Regions from separate parts of the Mus musculus genome. Here region 1 is linked to region 2. Evidence: chromatin contacts called from public HiChIP or PLAC-seq data. All regions are on one chromosome and are shown on one strand. The core of a region is the stretch at or near the end of the contact, and the rest is flanking DNA. Distances in the headings are between cores, read along the strand shown. Region 1 has its middle 23 kb from the start of B4galnt3. Region 2 has its middle 4.9 kb from the start of Adipor2.

Evidence for each region. HiChIP or PLAC-seq counts read pairs in DNA pulled down with a chosen protein or histone mark.
Region 1: a contact with region 2 is called in a FOXA1 HiChIP or PLAC-seq map of pancreatic cancer cells. The contact joins two enhancer-like sites. A contact is called at or near these places in 4 of 115 datasets of contacts at active chromatin or transcription factors (acute myeloid leukemia, embryonic stem cells, large pre-B cells and 1 more).

Annotation. Positions count from the first base shown.
Region 1 is chr6:120,314,865-120,321,616 of GRCm38.p6, forward strand. No RefSeq gene overlaps it. Among named protein-coding and RNA genes, the nearest start is that of B4galnt3, 23 kb to the left of the region's middle. Within about 2 kb of position 3,812, at least 16 of the 459 cell types and tissues checked have an H3K27ac peak or open chromatin away from gene starts, as enhancers often do. A contact at or near this core is called in pancreatic cancer cells, where this site is marked.
Region 2 is chr6:119,390,271-119,397,077 of GRCm38.p6, forward strand. It overlaps a transcript of Adipor2 not described here. Among named protein-coding and RNA genes, the nearest start is that of Adipor2, 4.9 kb to the left of the region's middle. Within about 2 kb of position 5,306, at least 189 of the 459 cell types and tissues checked have an H3K27ac peak or open chromatin away from gene starts, as enhancers often do. A contact at or near this core is called in pancreatic cancer cells, where this site is marked.

The DNA of each region.
Region 1 (6,752 bases), core at 2,562-5,061, 920 kb after region 2:
TACAGGTATACAGTACCATGCCTAGCTTGTATTTATTTCTCTCTATTTTTAAGTAGATGGGCCACGGAGATGGTTAAGTAAAGGAGTCTGCTGTGAAACCTGATGATCTGAGTTCGATGCCTGGGACCCACTTAGAGGAAGGAGATACTCAATTTCAGAAACTTATCCCCTGACTTCCACACACCAATGATGGGAAAATGTAACAAACAATTTAAAAGACACAAAGAAACACACACACACATACACCATAAACCTTTTTTTCTTCTTTTTTTAAAGATTTATTTATTTATTATATGTAAGTACACTGTAGCTGTCTTCAGACACACCAAAAGAAGGGAGGCTTCAGGTCTCATTACAGATGGTTGTGAGCCACCATGTGGTTGCTGGGATTTGAACTCAGGAACTTTGGAAGAGTAGTCAGTGCTCTTAACTGCTGAGACATCTTTCTAGCCCCCATAAACCTTTCATAATTGAATTAAATTGGAGTTCATACAGTTTGCAATTTCTTGTCCATTACATTGTCTGTTCTGCTTGTGCTCCCCTCCCCCACTCTGGTTTTCCAGGCCTGCCCATGTGCTGTCTGTCCCTCTGTTTCTAACACTCCACCTCTGTCTACTTGTGAATTTGCTTTAAGATTCAGCTCAAGCAGAACACCTTACATCATCTGTTGATGGTACCGACGTCATCTTCTGATGGCACCGTGCACACCCACAGTACTTTCTCCTCTGTTGAATCTGTCCTGTGTTTACCTTCCCACCAAACTTTGGAATATAAAGACTGTGACGCTGTGCGGGAGGGACCACACTTTGAATGTGCCAGCCTAGATGTAAATGTCCTTGGCCATCTAGTTATAAACTGTGAGTCACTTCAGGACCCCTGAGATGGATTTGGGAGGCTTGATGGATCTTGATCCCTCTTCTTGGTATGGTCACACACTTGAATAAACCTCCTGGTACATGGAGATTGACTGGGGTGACATGGAAATAGACAGCTTGTCCCCTAACCAGAACAAAGAAGGGTAGTGGTCTGTCCAAGGGAGTCAGGACTGTGCCCAGGTGCAGCAAGCTTGGGGTTTTAGAAAAGGGAACCTTGAGGTGGAAGATTACAGATTCAGAGCTTTCCTATGCAGCCTAAAAGTTGTAAGTACCAGTGGGAGGTTGATATGTTGACCTTTCCTCCATCTTAACATCCTGAAGATGCTGAAGTTCTCAGGTCATAAGCTCTTCATCTCCTTTCTGCTTTCCACTTTTTTTTCTTTCTTTCTCTTTAAGGTTTATTTATTCATGTATATGAGTACACTGTCACTGTCTTCAGACACACCAGAAGAGGGCATCAGATCTTAGTACAGATGGTTGTGAGCCACCATGTGGTTGCTGGGAATTGAACTCAGGACCTCTGGAAGAGCAGGCAATGCTCTTAACCACTGAGCCATCGCCCCTGCTTTCCACTTTTATTGTGGCCTTTTAAATTGGCTTATTGAGCTTGGAGAACAGGTTATGATCTCCAAGTTCAGTAACTTCAGGATTAAAGGTGTGTATGAAAGACCCACAACGTGAGGACTCCCCCACGTTCTGACTCAGGAGAGGCGACACCCCAAAATCACCAACGAGAAACGGTCTTGCTGCAAATTGCAAGAGGATTTTTATTCAAGAGTGCTCTCAGGCCCACGGTCATACACCACGCAGGGGTAGAGGACCGTGGCGCCCCGAGTAGCTGAGTAAGGGGGAATTTAAAGGAAGGAACCACAACTCAAGGAGGTGGGAAGGGCGTTGTTGGAAAATACCAAAAATACCAGTTAAGAGTCACAAGGAAGTACAAAGTCACAAGTGTCAGGTTATCTCTCAAGACAGTTTCTAAGAGCCCCTAACAATCTAAGAGCCCCTAGCAATAGCACCTTTGCATAGTGGGTTCCAGCAATGGTCAGGGTGGGTCAGGGTGACTTTCTTTGAATGAACACTCTTTGAACCCAGGAAGCGGGTGGGTGGAGGAAGGAATGTCGCTATCTGTTTTATGATTAGCATACCTTGGAGCACTGAGTTTACTACTCTTTCATGTACCGTCACAACATTGAGATCTCTCTCCTCAGTGACTCTGGAGGAGCCATCTTAGTGAGACTGGCTGGTTTGCAAACCCCTGGGGATTCATTTCTCTCTGCTCTGCCTGGATCTAGGTCACAGATTGTTTTCCACCAAGCTTGGCTTTCACCTGTTGCTAGGGATCTGAACATGGGCCCTCATTCTTAGACTGTGGACACTTTACCAAGTGAGCTATCTTTCCCAGGCCACAGATTATAAATGCAATCTAGTTTTAGTATGCCCTACCACAGTAACTTAAAAAGAAAATGGTGTTTTTCTAAGGCTTCTAAAATGTTCTATTGGCATATATTAACTTTACACTGTACACATTCACATTATGTAGTTGGGTCATTTTCACTCTTCGTTACCCTTGTGTTGGGGTCTTTCCATGCCTTCTTCTTCCCAATTCACTTCCCTTCTACTTTCACATTGTGTGTGTGTGTGTGTGTGTGTGTGTGTGTGTAAAGTTCATCTGAGTTGTCTACTGAAGCACAGATGAGAGTTTGTTTATAGGATGGGTATCTTATCAGTGGGAACTGGAAGAAAAAAATCTCAACTCAAAACAAAAGATCTTTTATTTCCTTGGTTAGGTTTATTCCAATTTGTTTTGTTTTTCTGATGACTGTATATTTTGTGCACATATGTTTAGAATTGTAACGTCCTTTTGATAGATTTTTTCTTTTTCTTTTTCTTTTTCTTTTTTTCGAGACAGGGTTTCTTTGTGTAGCCCTGGCTGTCCTGGAATTCACTTTGTAGACCAGGCTGGCCTCGAACTCAGAAATCTGCCTGCCTCTGCCTCCTGAGTGCTGGGATTAAAGGCACGCGCCACCACCACCCGGCTGCTTTAGAGTTTTGGGGGTTTGGTTTGTCAGCTAGTAGATTAGGGAATGCTGCTTATTTCCTAGTTTGATTTGCTTGAAACACCTTTTCCAGCCTCTTAGTGTGAGACGGTGTCTGCCTTTCATGGTGAAATGTGTTTGTGCCTCTTGGAAGCAGCAAAAGAACAGGTTCTGCTTTACATCTGGTTGGTGTCCTGTGATTGGAAATCATTAGTATTCAGAAGTATTATTGGAAGGTGTATATTGCTTACTATAATTTGGTAGTGTTTGGTGTTTCCCAAATTCATATTTGTTTAGCTATCATTTGTGGAGAGCTGTACCTCGAGCAATCGCTGTGGAGAGCCGTGCGTGCTGCGAGCAATCGCCATTATAAGATGGCGCTGGCCTCCGCTGTGCCTAACTAGTAAACAAGCCTTGTACGCAGGTGCAAGAGTGGACTCAGGCCTCGTCACTGCCCATCTTGGGGCGTAGTAATGGGATGATGGGCGAGCAACGAATCAGGAGCTGTCACGCCACATCAGGTGCTGAAACGTCACACTGCAGGCTATATAAGCAGCGCCATTTTCTGGGTTCGGGGTCTTCCTGAGAAGTAAGCAATAAAGCTTTTGCCACAGAAGATTCCGGTTGTCCTGAGTGTGTTCTTGCCGGCAGGGACAAAAGCTCGGGCAATAATCATTGTATTATCTAAAGCCTCTTAGTTGTGTTAATCATTTACTTCAGGCCAACCCTTTCAGTATCCACTACAGATCTGGTTTAGTGGCCATCAATCCCTTACTCTGCTTTTATTATAGGATGCTCTTTTTCCATCAACTACAACAGCTAGTTTTCCTGGGTAGACTTATTAAGTTTAAACCAGGCCCCTAAGGTGGCAGTGCTGGTGACAATGTCCTAAACAGAAGGACTCTGACCGGGTAAACAGAAGGATCGTATTGGGTAAACAGAAGCCTAAACTCAGCATTCCTCACGAATCTTGCAAGGAAGGTTTCTGTTTGCCAGGAAAACCACTACCTCCTTTATCTAGGCCCAACTACCTTAATTAATCCTAACAGCCTGCGTCAGCTCAAGGACCCACACCCTCTACCATATAAAATCTGCCTGCCTTCCTGCTAAGCTGCTGTCCTCTATTCTTGGAGACAGATTGGCAGTTTGCTCCCCCGATAAACTTTTCTATCTGGGCGTTGCATGGCCCAGTGCAGGGGTTTCGCTGAATCCTCCCTTACAATACTAATATGGGTGGGCAATTATCGTCCTAACAAACCTGAAATGCAGCCAGGCCATGGTGGTACATGCCTTTAATCCCAACACTCAGGAGGCAGAGGCAGGTGGATGTTTCACGATAGCCAGGGACACACAAAGAAGCCCTGTCTTGAAAAACAAAAATATTTAAAAAAAAAAAACCCTAAAATATATATTTTCTGTGTTCTGACTTTTATTTCATGCTGAGAAATGGGCTTTTATTTGGGTAGGGTGGCTTGCAGGAGTCAGTCCTCTCCTTTATTTACCATGTAGCTCCCAAGATAAGTTCCGGCCGTCGTGCTTGGCAGCAGGCACCCGACTGCGTCATCTCACTTGCCCTATTTATCATTGCTGTGTGCGTATGATGGGGACGGGCACATGCCACAAAACACACGTGGAGTCAGAGGACAACCCTCAGGAATGGGCTCTAGAGACTGAACTCAGGTTGTCAGCTTTCCACAGCAAGTCCTTCTACCTGCTGAGCCCCCTGACACTGCTTACTCAGTGTCGATTTCCAGCATTCGTACAGTATGGGTTTTGTTCAGTGTGTCTAGTTCTCTATTTAATCGCATTTGTACATTCCTACATTGATTCATTTTGTTTAGAGGTTTGTATTTTCTAAAATATTTTGGAATTCATTCAAGTTTATTTATACTCTCATTTCTTAGTATATATACATATATATATATATATACACACAAACACATATATATGTATATATATGTGTGTGTGTGTATGTGTGTGTATACATATATATATTCATATATATATTCTCTCTCTCTCTTTCTACACACACACTCTCTCTCTCTCTTTCTACACACACACACACACACACACACACACACACACACACACACAGAGACAAGATTTCTCTGACCCAGAGTTCTGTGGCTCAGGCTGGCCTTGAACCCATAGAAATCAATCCACCTGCCTCTGCCTCCCAAGTGCTGGGACTAAAGGCGTGTGCCACCACTGCTCAGCTTCTTTGAATGTATTTATAATCATTCTTCTGAATTCTTTGTCTGGAATTTCCCTATCAGTCATTCTCACTGGGGGCCATTACTCTGGGGTTGGTAGATTTTAGAGAGGAACATCCTGGATTTTCATGTTACTCGTGTTTCTGTGTAGGGACTTAAACATCAAGAGTTCATTTTTGTCCTTGGTCCTATGAAGGCTCAATAGATGCCTCAGTGTAGGGGAATCAAGGGTGGTGAGGTGGAAGAGGGTAGTGGGTGGAGGAACACCCTTATAGAAGCAGGGGGAGGGAGGATGGAATAGGGGGTTTTGGGGTGAGGGAGAACGGGGAAAGTGAGTAACATTTGAAATGTAAATAAAGAAAATATCCAATAAAAAAGAGTTAATCTTCTGGCTGACTCGAGATCATCTCCTTTCAGAGTTAGTGTTTGTAATGTTCAGGAATGGATATGTTAAAGCAGGGTTGAAGTGCTGTTTTCCCCTGATAGACTGGTTTCCTGACAACAGCTCTGTGGATCCTCAGCCCTCCCCTGCCAATAGAATGAATCACTATTGAGGGTGGAGCTACTATGGAAATAGAGAGTTAGCGCAGCAAGAGTCCTTTAGGCACTAATGCTTGCAAGGAGCAGAGACAGCCATAGCACTGAACACACTAATCAGTTCTCCTGGGGATTCTCAGTTCCTTTCTGCTGCTGCTATGATACAACACTAACAAAAGCAACCTAGCAGACAAAAGATTTATTTTAGGGTACAACTCCAGGTAACACTCCAGGTTCTTCACTGAGGGAAATCAAGGTAGGAACTTGAAGGCAGGCCTACTTGCTATTCCATATTGTATATAGCATTATTTCCAGCCAAGGAATTCATTCAACAGTCAAAGAAGTGTGGCCAGAACCACGCAAGAGATGGCTTGCAGCAGGGCATGGTGGCGCATGCCTTTAATCCCAGCACGAGGGAGGCAGAGGCAGGCAGATTTCTGAGTTCGAGGCCAGCCTGGTCTACAAAGTGAGTTCCAGGACAGCCAGGGCTATACAGAGAAAACCTGTCTCGAAAAACAAAAACAAAAAAAGAGATGGCTTGCAGGTTCATAGGTGGACTAACTTTTTTATATAGTTTAGGACCAACTTAGGATGGTACCACCCACAGTGGGCTGGGTCTGCCCACATCAGCTAACAGTCTACACAACCCCCACCCCTACGCCACCAGCCATGGCCAAAAGTCAATATGACCTAGCCAATTCTTCATTTGTAACTCTCCTCTCAAAAGAATCTAGTCTAGTGGTTCTATACCTGTAGATTGAAACCCCTACACGGGGTCGCATATCGGCTATCCTGCATATCAGGATACATTTACATTACAATTCATAAAAGTACCAAACTTACAGTTATGAAGTAGCAACGGAGTCATTTTATCATTGGGGGTCACCTCAACATGAGGAACTTTATTAAAAGGATGCAGATTGGGAAGGCTGAGAACCACTGCTCTGGGCTGTGACAGGTCAACCGTTAAAGCTAACCAAGACAGGGACTGTAGAGATAAGTCAGCTGTTAAGAACACTTGCTGCTCAACCAGGAGGACCAGAGTTCAGATCCCAGGACCCATGTCACACAGCTCACAAATGCCTGTA
Region 2 (6,807 bases), core at 4,056-6,555:
TTCTGATGCTTCTATAATGATGAAACAAACCACCTTATTTCCTCAAAATGCCCACCCACACCTTCTCAGCTAATGAGGATCTTTGCCACTCTCCCTACCCTCAAAGGGACATTCCTGAGTCCCACTGCCCAACTGGCTTCACCCTTATCCTTACCTAAATGGCATCACCAAATGTTTCAAAGCAGATTTGTTTTTTCCAGATCTCTTTCCCTGGCTATGCCCTTGTTGATTTGTACAGGTTGTCTCTTGATTGGCTATTCACACATCACAGAGAACTCAGCAATGTTCAGTATCTCCCCATATCAGCTATGAATCTTCAAAATCAAAATCTCCCTTCTGGTGTTGAGTATTTGTTTTTGCAGCACTAGAGACTGAATTTAGGGCCCTGTAGATGCTTAGGCAAGCCTCCTCCTACATCTCTGCCATGGTAGAGGATAGCTTTGTGGAATCTATTCTCTCTTTCCATTATGCGGGTCTGAGAGTTGAAGTCAGAGCATCAGTCAGAGCCTCCCCTTTCCATGCTGAGCCAGCCAGCACACATGCCCAGTGTCTCCATTCTTAAGGTGTTACAGTTTTCCACAGAGGGGAAGTCCTGCATCTTCTACAGCAACAAACGACATTTCCTTCTACCCTACCGCATACCAGTCACTGTGACCAACTCTGCCCTGTGGTATAGCCAGTTTAATAAAGTCATCTCTGAAACTTGATGACAGGAAGACATTATATTGAGTAATATTCATAATCCAGCTGAGGCTTCAATGACATGTTGACAGGTTGCTGACATAATGACAATGAACTTGCTCCTAGAGCGAACTTAGCCACCTTTGTAAAAGTCAAGTCAATAGCCAATGAAAATGGAAGATGTATCTAAAATTCTAAAGCCATAAGCAAATGGTAGGGCAACTCCTAATTCAAAATAAAACGAAAACTCTATATACCATTGTTCATGTAAACCATTGTTCATGTAGACGGTTTGAAGTTGGATTCAGTGTTCCTCCTATGAAGAAAAGTTGTTTTCTGCTCAGAACAAGTACTTTTTTTTTCAGATCTTTTTATTTTGTGTGTGTGGGTGTTGTGCCTGCATGTATGCCTGTGTACCATGTGCAATACAGGTGCCTACAGAGGACTGAATCCCTCATGAGGGTGCTGAAAATGGAACCCAGTCCTCTGGACCACTGAACCATCTCTGCAGCCTCACATTGCTACAGTTAATGGAAAAAGCTATTCTGCTTGGAAACCAAAATTAGTATTGTCTTGAGAAACCTGTATCTGTGGCTTAAAATCGCAAGCAGGGCATGGAAATACATACCTTATTTCTAGGACTAGGGAGGTTAAGGTCAGCCTGAGTTATAAAGGAAGACCATGCCATAATAATAATAATAATAATAATAATAATAATGTCCTGAGTGTGCTAGGTCAGAAACATAGATAAACACATGTCTATCTTTCCACATATCAGAATTCATTGAATAGCCATGAATTCACAAGATATGGCGGTTTCAATGGCAGCATGGGAAGTGTTCCCACTTCCTGTGATAGCCATGGTTAAAGCTGTAAAGATCTGAGAGGTCACAGCAGAGTTCAAAAGGTTTAAGGAGTCCTGAGAGGCAGGAAAGCTAAGAAAGGTCCAGAGAGGAAGGGGGTATAAAATCTAGACAATATAAAATGTGGTCCATTATACACACACACCTAGCAACAATTGAAAAAAAAAATCCTAGGGACCACAAGATGGCTCACAAGAGAGGGTCCACCCAGGTTCAATCCTGGGACTCACATGTCTGAAGCAAAGTTCTGACTTCCAAAAGTTGTCCTTCACCATCCACACAAGCACCGTGGCAAACGGGTGTGCACAAAGCAATGAATAATTTTAAGAGGTTAAGAAAAACTACATCAGTCCCTGTGACTATGTCTCATACATAGATAAAATTGTCAAGTCTGCCAATTAACAATTAACTAGGACTGCCTTGGTGTTAACTGTTTTGAAAACATGTTATTGAATCTGTATTCTAGATGAATTTTATTATGTCTTGGGACTGTAGAGATGATTTGGTCATTAAATGCTTGGTGTGCAAACATGAGAACCTAAATTCTGACCTCAAACAGATACATGTAAAAAAAATAAAATAAAATAAAAAAGCCAGCAAGACACATGCCTGTAATCTCAGCACAAGAGGATCCATCACTGAGTGCAGAGAATTGAACCCAGGTCCTCTGGAAGAACAACACTAAGTGCTCTTGACTGCTGAGCCATCTCTCCAGGCCCACATTTGCTATATTTAATAGGAAAACATTCTGCTGTCCCTGGGATTTGCTGGCCAAACCAGTGAGTTTCAAATTCAGGGAGAGACCCTGCCTCAAAAATAAGAAAGCTATTGAAGAAGACACTCAGTATTAGCCTCTGAGGTACACATAGCAGACCCCACCCTATATATACACTCATACACACAAGTCCAGACACACTCATAAAAAGTATATTCCATGATGCTTGCAATCACACTGCTATCAGTCAAATATCTACACTGCTTGAAAGCACGTTGGCTTTGGATTTGAAAGTTTATAAGCAATGCATCTTTAAACACTTGTAGAAATGTCATAACACACTAAATTCCCATTTGTGCCAAGTTGCCCCAATGTTGAAAACTGAGAATTAAGATCAGTATAAACACACTCATAATTATATAAATAGCATTAGCAGCTCCTCAAACACAGGTAGTTAGTGTAGCCCTGGGGAAGGCTCGTAAGCCAGAATATTATTGCTGGCAATGCCGCTGACTGACTCATCGCTCAAACGTGGCCTGTGCAACCTCCTCATACCGCAAGCATGTCTATGAGTGCACGCAGCTTTTATTGTTGTTCTTAGGCAACCCTAGGGCCCCCTCAGTGGTATTCTACCACTGAGCTCCGTGCCCAGATACACGTATTAGACAAAAAAGGACCAAATCAACGTTATGAGGACAACTTGCCAGTGGGAAGGGGTGGAAAACGGGTGTGAAAAGGAATGGGAAGGAAACATGTATCTATAGTTTCCAGGTTTTCCCTATGAAAGAGTCCAAATGAATGTCATTTAGTAACACTTGATGATCTATATATACATGGGTATGTACTAGAAACTCCATTAACCCTTTGCAGTTTATAAAATCAACTTTTTGTTTTGAGACAAGGGTCTTTCCCTGGCTGTCCTGGAATTCCCAGGGATCTGCTCGTCTCTGCCTCCCAGTGCTGGGATCAAAGAAGCATCACCACGCCCGGCTAAAACCGGCTTCTGAGCATCTATCCTCCTGGTCCCCTTGTCCCGCTTCTGAGCATCTATCCTCCTGGTCCCCTTGTCCCGCTTTTGAGCATCTATCCTCCTGGTCCCCTTGTCCCGCTTCTGAGCATCTATCCTCCTGGTCCCCTTGTCCCGCTTCTGAGCATCTATCCTCCTGGTCCCCTTGTCCCGCTTCTGAGCATCTATCCCCCTGATCCCCTTGTCCCGCTTCTGAGCATCTATCCTCCTGGTCCCCTTGTCCTGCTTCTGAGCATCTATCCTCCTGGTCCCCTTATCCCACTTTCACCCTTTGAAGTACCTTGTAAACACTTTTTTTTTTTTTAATAAACTGCCTTCTCTTTCTATCACCAAAAGGAAAGGAAAAGCTTTATTCATCAGATACATCTGTAATTTCAGAGTGAAAGGGTTTAGGTAGAAATTCTGGAATTCAAAGCCAGCCTGTCTACCTATCAAGTTTAAGGCTTACCTGAGATACACATTGAGACCTGTCTTAAAAATCTCAATAGCCAGGCATGGTGGCACACACCTTTAATCCCAGCACTCGGGAGACAGAGGCAGGCAGTTCTCTGTGAGTTTGAGGCCACAGAGTGAGTTCCGAAACAGCCAAGACTACAAAGAGAGACCCTGTTTAAAAATTAAAAAAAAAAAAAAAAAAGCTCAAAACAAACAAACAAAGAAAAAGCTCAAAAAACGGAACTAGAGAGATGGGCTAGTGGGTAAAGGCATTTATTTGCCCCTAAGCCCGACAAGCTGAACCCAATCCCCAGGACTCAAGGGATGGGATGGAAGGAAAAAACAAACTGGCAAGTTGGCCTCTGACCTCCACATAAGCACACTCACACACATACAGACAGACACACAAAGATAAATGTAGTTTTTAAAAGAATCTAAAAAACAAAATGAAACAACACAGTCTTAAAAAGGCTTCATTGAGGTGTATATGCCTTGCATCCAATAAACCACACCCCTCTGTAAGTCAGGGAATTCTTTCCCAAGCCTGGCTTCAGAACTCACTGATATTTTTTTGATTACTATCCCTGCACTTGGGAAACTGAGGCAGTAGGAGTACCATGAGTTCTAGGCCAGCCTGGGCTACAGAGTAAGACCCTTTCAAAATAAGGCTATCAGTGTTGTAGTGGTTGTTGTTCTTACTGTAATAATTATTATTATTAAATATTATTATTCACAAAATAATATTAATTATATTCTTGGAAAAGTCAAGATGTGTGTTCCACTACTACTTAATATGCCACCCACATAAAATACTGGGAACAGGGGAGGGGGTGAGAGAATACTATATTTGTTGTGCTGAGTTCTCTATGTTGCTCTTGAGCTCAATTATGTTGGTACAGATTTGCCCTAAACTGCTCTTGCCTCCACCAGTAGATTGCTGGAGTTGCAGGCATTGGCTACTGAGCCTAGCTATTGTTGGGCTAAACTGTAAAACCTATATCAAGAGGGGTCTCCACCTAGAAGTTGCTTAAAGGTAATGTACAGCTAAAACAGAATTTGGGCACAGGTTTGGTTTTATTTTTTTTAGAGGGATTATTGGGGGTTGCTTGTTTATTTGGGGTTTCAGATTCGGATTTTTTTTAAGATTTATTCATTTATGCATATGAGTACACTATAGCTGTTTTCAGACACACCAGAAGAGGGCATCAGTCTCATTACAGATGGTTGTGAGCCACCATGTGGTTGCTGGGAATTGAACTCAGGACCTGTGTTAGAGCAGCCAGTGCCCTTGACTACTGAGCCATCTCTCCAGCCCCAGGTGTGGATTTGTTGTTTGTCTGTACACTGAGTCAAGCATCAGAACCATGCTATGTCCTCTAGACTGGCCTCAAACTCAAATGACAATTCTTCTGCTTCAGCACCTCTCAACTAGGCTAAAACCCGGATCCGTCGGATAACTGGATGAGAATTCTCTTATCAAACTACCAAGTTCTTGTTCCTGCACCTGTGCAATCTGGTGAAGGGTGGCTTTGCAGAAGCAGAAACCAAGAACTGGCAGGTCTTTGCTGAGAGAAAACAGAACTGATCTGGAACTGAGTTCAAAGACTACATGATCACTGCGTGCAGGGCTCTGGGGCCAAGGCGGTCCTCATAGCTGGTTCTCTGATTACTTTTGCTTTTCTGTTGACTTAGATAAGAAGCAAAAGCAAACAGCATAATTCCTACAGAAAAAAGTAAGCTGATCAGAACTCGTCCCTTCTTCTTGAACTCGGTTTAATAAGGGCATATGTCAAGGGTGTGGGAGTGGCTTAGTGGGAATCTCCCCAAGGCCATAGGTTCCGGCATCAGCACAGCAAAACTGTAATTCCTAAGGCTTGCGTGTTACTAGCCAGGTGTAGCTGTGCCTGCTTACCACAAACAGACCTCGAATAAATGGGGAACAGAAAGAAGCAAGGGGGAGGGGAACGCAGTGTAAGAGAACAGAAGAGAGATGTGGGCTATCTCCAGCTGCTTCCCGGCCTTCTGGCTGCAGCTTTGGTCAGTCTTGCAAACCTGGCCCAGGATTTGGTCATTTTTCTAGTTTGTGTCTGGCATGGCTTAAACTTTGTGACTTCAGGGTGATTGATCTCAAGATGTGGATCTGGGGATGGATCGCCGTGGTAGAGCTCTTGCCTGGATGCATTTAGTCCTGGGTTCAAGCTCCAAGTCACACTTTTTTTTTTTTTTTTTTTTTTTTTTGGGTTAACATAACTATACAAACCCAGTCCTGCCAGAGATCTTTGTGCAGGGACAAATGCCAAGCCCCACAGGGACCCCACCCTTCCCCACCCGATAGACACACAGTGACACCAGGACCTCTCATGAGTCAGAGCTTTCCCCAGCTGGCAGGCACAGTGCCCATAACCTCTGCCTTCATGGGGTTGCCACACTTCCTTCCACCCTCCTGCTCCCCACCGCCTTTCCTGTCTGCACACTCGCCTGCCTGATGACTGAGCGGCCCTGGCACACAGAGAGTGACCTTCAAGTTGTTATTTCGGTGATAATTACCTTGTGGTTCTGGCTGGCTCCTGCAGGCTGCCACACACAGTAGGTAGAGGACTAACATTACCCCCACCTCTACCTGTCCCAAGAGACAGATAACTGATGTTTGTTTGTTTGTTTGTTTGTTTTAGATACCATCCCGTTATCTTGACTGGGCCAGCACTCACATTAGAACCCAGGCTCAGCTCAAATTCATAGTAATCCTCCTGTCTCCGCTTCTCAAGTGTTAAGATTACAGGTTTATGCCACAATGCCTCTTAAATTATGTTTTTTTTTTAAATCCCCATTTTACAAATAAGGAAACTGAAGCACAAACAAGTCATTTCCCCAAAATCACATAGCTAGCAAAAGAGCCAAAGGTGGTACCGGCTTATAATCTCAGCTCAAACTTGACACACTATGATCTTAACCAAATCCATGTGGTACCGGCTTATAATCTCAGCTCAAACTTGACACACTATGATCTTAACCAAATCCATGGACTCTCCTGGAAGTCTGGCAAGGGCCACTAGACTCAAAAACAAAGATGTTCTTCTATTATTACA